Regions from separate parts of the Oryctolagus cuniculus genome. Here region 2 is linked to region 1. Evidence: chromatin contacts called from public Hi-C data. All regions are on one chromosome and are shown on one strand. Each heading gives the region's core, a stretch centred on a gene start, on an enhancer-like site or on the middle of the called end of the contact. The rest is flanking DNA. Distances are from core to core; before and after follow the strand shown.

What was found. A called contact is a pair of places that touch in the nucleus more often than the background predicts.
Region 2: a Hi-C map of an unstated tissue shows a contact between it and region 1, with 2.6 times the contacts expected there. The contact joins the promoter of SMPD1 here to the promoter of MRPL17 in region 1. A contact is called at or near these places in 3 of 6 Hi-C or Micro-C datasets (ear pinna, liver and an unstated tissue).

What each region holds. Positions count from the first base shown.
Region 1 is chr1:60,200,604-60,204,259 of mOryCun1.1, forward strand. MRPL17 (mitochondrial ribosomal protein L17) reads left to right here and starts at 1,835. Exons shown (of 3, transcript XM_002708772.5): 1 at 1,835-2,100; 2 at 2,329-2,397; 3 at 2,727-3,270. The coding sequence starts at 1,927. The coding sequence ends at 3,014.
Region 2 is chr1:60,498,633-60,502,288 of mOryCun1.1, forward strand. It overlaps SMPD1 (sphingomyelin phosphodiesterase 1), which reads right to left and starts at 1,627. Exons shown (of 6, transcript XM_002708758.5): 1 at 1,120-1,627; 2 at 1-675. The coding sequence starts at 1,425.

The DNA.
Region 1 (3,656 bases), core at 585-3,084:
CCATATGGAATACTGGTACTAAAGGCAGCAGCTTTACCCACTATGCCACAGTGCCGGCCCCTACAGAAGAAAACCTTAAAAGTTTTTCCTAATTAGAAATTTAATTTTCCTAGTTAGAAGTTTTCCATGAAAATATCTAAACTGAATTCTTCAACTATGAAAATATTTGAAAACTGCACAAATGGTTCCCAAAGAAAAAACATATAATATAGAAGGTAACTTCTGAAATTTACTGTGAAGTATGATTTGTATAAATCCTTGCCAACATCCCCATGTTTATGACTTTTCTTATGACTATCTCTTGCTTCATGTGAAAGAAAACTTACAAAATAAAAAAAAAAATACTAAGTGTTATTTGGTCACCTACAAGCAGAGTGACAAATATTAATTACACTGTCTAAAGAACATGATTATGTATTAGTTATGAAGGGCCCCATAACAAAGTAAAACAACCATGGGGCTTGAAACAACAAAATCTATTGTCTCACATCTCAGGAGGTTAGAAGTTAAAAATTATAGTGTCCACAGGTTATGTTCTCTGAAAGATCTAGGGACGGATCTATGATGTTCTTTTAGCTTCAAATGTTTCCTGGCAATCCTTGGAGTCCATTCCTTCACTTGCAACTATATAGCCAAACCCTCTCTTGATGGTCACAAGCCATTCTCCTTGTATGTCTTTGTCTTTGTCAGACAATCTTCACCCTGTGTGTCTGACTCTTCAAATGCCTTCTTTTTACAAACTCGCCATTTTTCATGAACTGTCCTTCCTATTTCAGTATGACCTTACTGTCATTGATTACATCTGCAATGACTCTTTCCAAATAAGGTCACATTCTGAGGTGGCCGGGGGTGGGAGAAGTGGGGGGATGACAGTTCAACCCACAAAGAATAATACTGATACTCACTGTAAATTTGGAGACGTTGTGGGGCTGACACTGTGGCACAATGGCTAACCTACCCGTTACGATGATGGTATTCTATATCTGAGCAGCCGGTTGGAGTTCTTGCTGCACCATTTCCCACCCAGCTCCCTGCTAATTCACATGGGAAGGCAAGGGGAGATAGCACAAGGACTTAGGACCCTGACACACACATGGGGGCTCCCATTGGAGTTCCTGGCTCCTGGTTTCTGCCTGGCCAGACCCGCCTATTGCGGCCACTGGGGAGTAAACCAGCAGATGGAACTTCCACATCGCATCAAATCTCCAAACCCCACTGCCCCATCGTCTGCCTTTCAAATATTTAAATGAATCAAACTTTTCAAAAAATTAAACTTGCAGAGTTGAGATTCAAAAGTAAACTATAATGTTATTGTACATGAACAGATAATGTGTAAGTATGCTTTTACCCTTTCGAAAAATACAGAGATGTAATTCTAAAATGCTAGCCCATTACTCTGTCTTTTAGCGCTAGGATTTTTAACTGCGATGACTACTTCAACAACAGAAAAGTCTCACTATCTGAGTTTCTTTCCTGGGCTTCCTGGTTACTCCTTTCGCCATTACTGCTACCGGCGGCCCGCGCTCAGTCAGCTCGCAGCAGCGCGACCCCTCCAGGCGCGGCTCCCTCAGACACTCACTTTCTTAGCCGCTCCGCGGAGGAGCTTCCCGTCCGTCTAAACCCCGCCACGTCGTTTAGGAGGACCCGATGGCCGCCGTTTGCCACACTAGGTGGCGCCTCGCTCCCTGGCTCGCCGCGGAGCACCCCCTCACAGCGAGGGACGCTCGCCCGGCTCTCCGCCTCGGGAAAAGCTCAACTCCCCTCCTCCGCCCTTCCTCAGATTGCCAGCGAGGCACTCCGTGATGCTCATGCGCAAACACGTCCGCCACGCACCGGGCGACGGCGCATGCGCCCCGCCGTTCCTCCGCCTGGCCCCTCCCCTGGCGTTTCCAGTTCCGGCCTCTGAGGGGCGGGGGCGCTGCGAACATGCGGTTGTCGGTCGCCGCCGCCGTCTCCCACGGCCGCGTATTCCGCCGCCTGGGCCTGGGACCCGAGTCCCGCATTCACCTGTTGCGGAACTTGCTCACGGGACTGGTGCGACACGAACGCATCGAGGCGTCATGGGCGCGCGTGGACGAGATGAGGGGCTACGCCGAGAAGGTAAGGAGCGAGGCCGGCCTGTCTCCGCGCGCGTCTAGGCTGCAGGGGCGGGGTCTGGCTGAATTTGGCGAGGAATTGGACTGCTCTGGTAAACCCTTCCCCAAGTCTGAATCACGTAGGATCCTAGACTGAGCCCAAACCGGAGACGAGTAAGGGCTGCGTAGTCGCGGGCGGCCTGAATTAAAGACCCTTGAGTGGCGGGATGAATTGATTGCCATCTCCTCGCAGCTCATCGACTATGGGAAGCTGGGAGACACCAACGAACGAGCCATGCGTATGGCTGACTTCTGGCTCACGGTGAGTGTGACCCGTCTTTGCCTCCCAGATGCACTGCTTGCTCCCTCAGAGGAGGGGATTGTTGGAGGGAGGGGGCCGGGCAGAGTTAAGCTCTGACGTGTGGACCACTGTTAGGAACTAAATTGGAAACTTGTGTCTTAAGTTGAACCCGGTGCGACTACGCATACGCCAGAATGACCTGTGAATGGCCCCTCTGTGTAATACTTTGGGGGGGACGTGGGGGAGGTCTGTGTACATGTGTTTGGACCCTACCTTTGGGAGTAGCTGAGAATTAAATGCCTCTGCAGTTGTACCTGACTCCACTCTCTCCTGAATAATTCTCCCTCTAGGAGAAGGACTTGATCCCAAAGCTGTTTCAAGTCCTGGCCCCTCGGTACCGAGATCAGAATGGGGGCTACACGAGAATGCTGCAAATCCCGAATCGGAGTGAGCAGGATCGGGCCAAGATGGCTGTGATCGAGTATAAAGGGAACTGCCTCCCACCCCTGCCTCTGCCTCCCAGAGACAGCAACCTTACACTCCTAAACCAGCTGCTGCAGGGACTGCGGGAGGACCTCAGGCTGAACCAGGAAACAAGTATTCACAGCTGCCACACAACTCAAACACCAGGAACCTAACTGGGGCTGATGGGTCTGCAGCTCTCATTGGTGCCACTGATTACAGGCCTCTGCTGCTCTTTTATTAATGTCTGAGAAGACCTAGAGTGAGAGTTCTGGAATGGACAATCTTAATGGGGTCCAGAATCTTCTGGCCCTTGACCTGCACAGTATATAAAATTCCTTAACGTGAATATATGTAAATTGATTTTTTTCTTCTTCCTCTGAGGTTTCTGGAGAATGAAAACTAAATGCTCAATCTACCTGAGATAGTAAATTCATGGCTTGATTTTCTGATTCTTAGTTTCGGGTTCCGTGTGTTTAGTATAGTTTATTTTTGTTAATGCCATTTTAGATGGGACACATCTTACAATTCCAGTGTTGCTCCTGAAGGTGATTATGTTTTGACACCCAGCATAGAGAGTGAGCCGTTTAGATTCCTTAGAGAAAGATTACTTTTGATGGGTGGGGCAGTAAAATCTACAAGTGAAACTTTGTCAATCCACTTTCCTAGGAACCCTCAGGAGACCCTGACACCATTCCTCTGTTTCTCGGCAGGCTCCCACTTTACTCTCGCGTGCTTCCCTCCACTCCTGAATGAGCCTCAGAGGAGAAGACGTAAAAGCTCAGCTATCCACTACCCTGACCAAAGGGGTGGAGGCG
Region 2 (3,656 bases), core at 377-2,876, 300 kb after region 1:
AGGCGGGAAGCTGTTGACAGGTGTGCTCTCATGGTTGCCCACAGCAGGGTACACTGGCACTGGCCCCAAGAACTTCCTCACGAGGGCTGTGATGGTGTTCAGGGCCCGCAACTGGTCCTGACGAGACTGCTGCCAGACGTCATGGGCGGGGATGTCCCCTGTCCAGTACACCATATCAAACGGGCCTGCTAGGCCCACCCCACTCAGCAGGCTCTCCAGGGTCCGCAAGGGCAGGTCACACTTGCTGTACTCGCCCCAGTATCCAGCACCTGGCCGAGAGGCAGGGGGCAGGCCAGAGCCGCGGCGGCAACACAGTGGGTCTGCACAGTCAGGGTCTGTGCCCTCCAGGTAGTCATGATCCCAGTGCAGGTCAGTGAGGAAGAGGATGCGGCTAATGGGGGCGCCTGGGGCTGGAGGGCTGGGCGGCTTGGGGGGTGGCTTCGGCACTGCAGGCAAAGAGATGTTCCAGGAGGAGAAGATGTCCCAGTGCCCGCAGCTGGAGCCCAAGAGCAGGCCACAGGCTTCCGAGGGGCTCAGCACCGAGCGCGTCCACACCTCTACCACGTCGTCCTCAAAGAGGTGGACGGCCGACTGGCACACAGCGGGCGGTGCTATCTTCAGCAGATTACACACCTTGATGGCCACAGAGCCCACCCGTGCCACATTGGGCTCCTTCTGTGGAGGGAGCAAAGAGGGGGTGAGACACCAGAGATACAGTAGGGGAACCTGGCCGACACCTCTTGGGTCTCCATACCCTAACGGGGGCTGGGCTGGACTCAGTGCCACTGAAGTGCCTCCCAGATATGCACAATGCAGGCAGTGCCAGGCCAGTGCTTCCTCCTTGACCAGTGGCCAGCAGCACGCTTTTCAGGACCTTCGTTTGGCCAGCTGGCTTTCTCAGTCTTCACTCTTTCCTTACTTCACAAAGCTCCCACTGGGACGGTGGTGCCGTGTAGGCATGGGTTTCCCCACTGGGGAGCAAACAGTCAAGGCTTGTAGATGCCACCTTCTCCATCCATCAGGGATGCATTCAGACCCTGGGGCATCTGCTTTCCTCCCAGTCCTCACCCCCCAGGGCTCCCACCTGGCCTGCCCCATCTCAGCCCCTTTAGCACTCACCTTCAGCCCGAAGTTGATGGCGGTGAACAGGGCTTTGCACACGGGGCAGGTGAGGTTCCACCACCCCAGAGCATTCCGGAGCTGGGGCGCTATGCCATTGAACCGTGCAGGATGGCCGTGGGCAGGAAGAGGGTGGGCTTCCGCGGGGGCCCCAAGAAACAGGGAGTCACCCAGAGCCAGGGCCAGCGTCAGGCCCAGGCCCATCCAAAGGAGTCCTCGGTTGGGGGCCCCCAAGGACCTGTCCAGTCCCCGCCCCCAGCCAGATCCGGAGTGGCTTTGGACCGGTGACACTCCGTGGCGGGGCATTGCCAGGGTTCCTAGACAGGGCTGGCTCGCCTGTCCGACCCTGGCCGGCCCTCAAGGCCCGGGAGGCGCTGGGGACACCCGATTACTCTTCTCTCTAAGTCGGCTGATTGCTCAGCAGTCAGCCGCAAGCAGCTCCGCCCCTTCCTCTTCCTCTTGTCAGCAACAGCAACAGCTGATCCCGGCGGCCGCCGAGAGTCCTGTCAACTCTGCCGGGGCGGAGCGGCGTGGCTCGCCCGGGCCCGCCCCTCCCTCGCCCCTCCCTCGCCCCTCCCTGGCCCGGACCGCGTGGGCGTGGGGCGGGCCCTTGCTCCCTGCGGTTAACCAGGGGCACCGCCTGGCAGCCACAGCCGCACAAAACCGCGCCAGCTTCTGCGCTTGTGCTGTGGCGCTGCATCTGTGTGGCTGGGGGGGGGGGGGTGCTTCCGAGGCTCCTGGGGGGCTGCACTGCCCAGATGTGCACTCAGACTTCTGCCCTTTGCGTGGTGGGAGGCGGGAGGAGGAGCAGGGCCAGGCGAGGATCCTCCAGGTGAGTGTGCAGCTCCCGTCAAGGGGGCTCCTCGCATCCTACCTTCTGCCCCTGCCGCCAGCTCCCTGGAATCACCTTGACAGCCCTTGAGTCACTATTGATCCAGCATTCTCCAAATACACGGGAACTCTCGGCTCATCTAAGGCTTCGGACGGTAAAATGACCTAGGAGCAGTAGAGACCATACAGCAGCGGTGGCTGGGAACAAGAGCTTTGTTCTCCACCGAGTATCCGAGTATCTGTAATAGTAACAAAGCCAACATGTATTGCCTTCTTTACGATGTGCCAAAAACTTAATCCAGGCACCTTCTAATTACTCTTCAATTCTGACACCTCTAAGAAGTAGATGTAATATTGTTAACCCCGTTTCACAGATGGAGAAACCAGCACAAGGGAAGTTCTGCGCAGAACAACAGTTAAAACTTATGCTGTTCAACTTCCACAAAGCTGTCAGTTCTTTCCTTTGAGAATTTCTTCCAGGTGACTCCCCGCTCTCCACCCCACAACCCAGTTCTGTGGGCATCATCAAGGAATTGGGTTCCTGCTAGGTGGGAAACATAGCTTTAGTTCCCAGCTGCTGGCTGTGTCTGTCCTGGCCAGTCCTAGCCTTTGTGGACACTTAGGGGAGTGAACCAGAGATGTGAACTCCATCTCTGTATCTCAAATAAATAATAAATTATAATTAAGGTACAGTAATCACAATAATTATTAACACATATTTTTAAGATTAGAGCTGGATTTTTTCATCTTTTTTTAAAAAAAGATTTATTTATTTACTTGAAAGTCACAGCTACACAGAGAAAGAAGGAGAGGCAGAGAGAGAGAGAGAGAGAAAGGTCTTCCATCTGCTGGTTCACTCCCCAATTGGCCACAACTGCCAGAGCTGCACCCATCTGAAGCCAGAAGCCAGGAGCCTCCTTCAGGTCTCCCATGCGGGTGCAAGGGCCCAAGGACTTGGGCCATCTTCTACTGCTTTCCCAGGCCACAGCAGAGAGCTGGATCAGAAGTGGAGCAGCTGGGTTTCAAACTGGCACTCATATGGGATGCTGACACTTCAGGCCAGGGAGTTAACCCACTGCACCATAGTGCTGGCCCCCGTAGTGCGGTATTTTCATATAATCTATGCAATTCTCTCCCTCCCACATATTTGTGTGCTTTAAGTCACCATACCTAACACAATGTAAATGCCATTTAAATAGTTGATGTACTGTATTGTTTAGTGAATAATTGTTGTGGGTTAGGTTGAGGTCTAAATCCCTATTCCAGGCTCTTGTGCCTTAGAGAAGCATTCTAAGTACAGGCACAAATTCTACAGGTAAAACAACAACGGAGAAAAGATTACCTCAGATCTTTGTCTCACATGGAAGAATTTCCGAGCAGACAAGGCAAAAAGAAAAGCAAGATGTACTGAAAAGCAAGATTTACTGGAGTCAGAGACCTCCAGCTAGAGTAGCCTGGAGGGGGGCTCCAAGAGAGGAAGAAAACCCAATGTGGCTGGTGGTACTGGGGTTTTAAGCACAATTTTGGGGAAGAAAAAAACTTATCAACTTGACATTTAGTTACAAGGCAAGGACAAAACCCACCAAAAAGACCTGACTGCAATATTATTTGCAGAGGGGTGGGATAGGTAATTTGTTTTTACAGTGAACTGTGAGCTCAGAAGGATGGAATCAGCACTCCCTTGCTATTTTCATGGTAAAATTGGA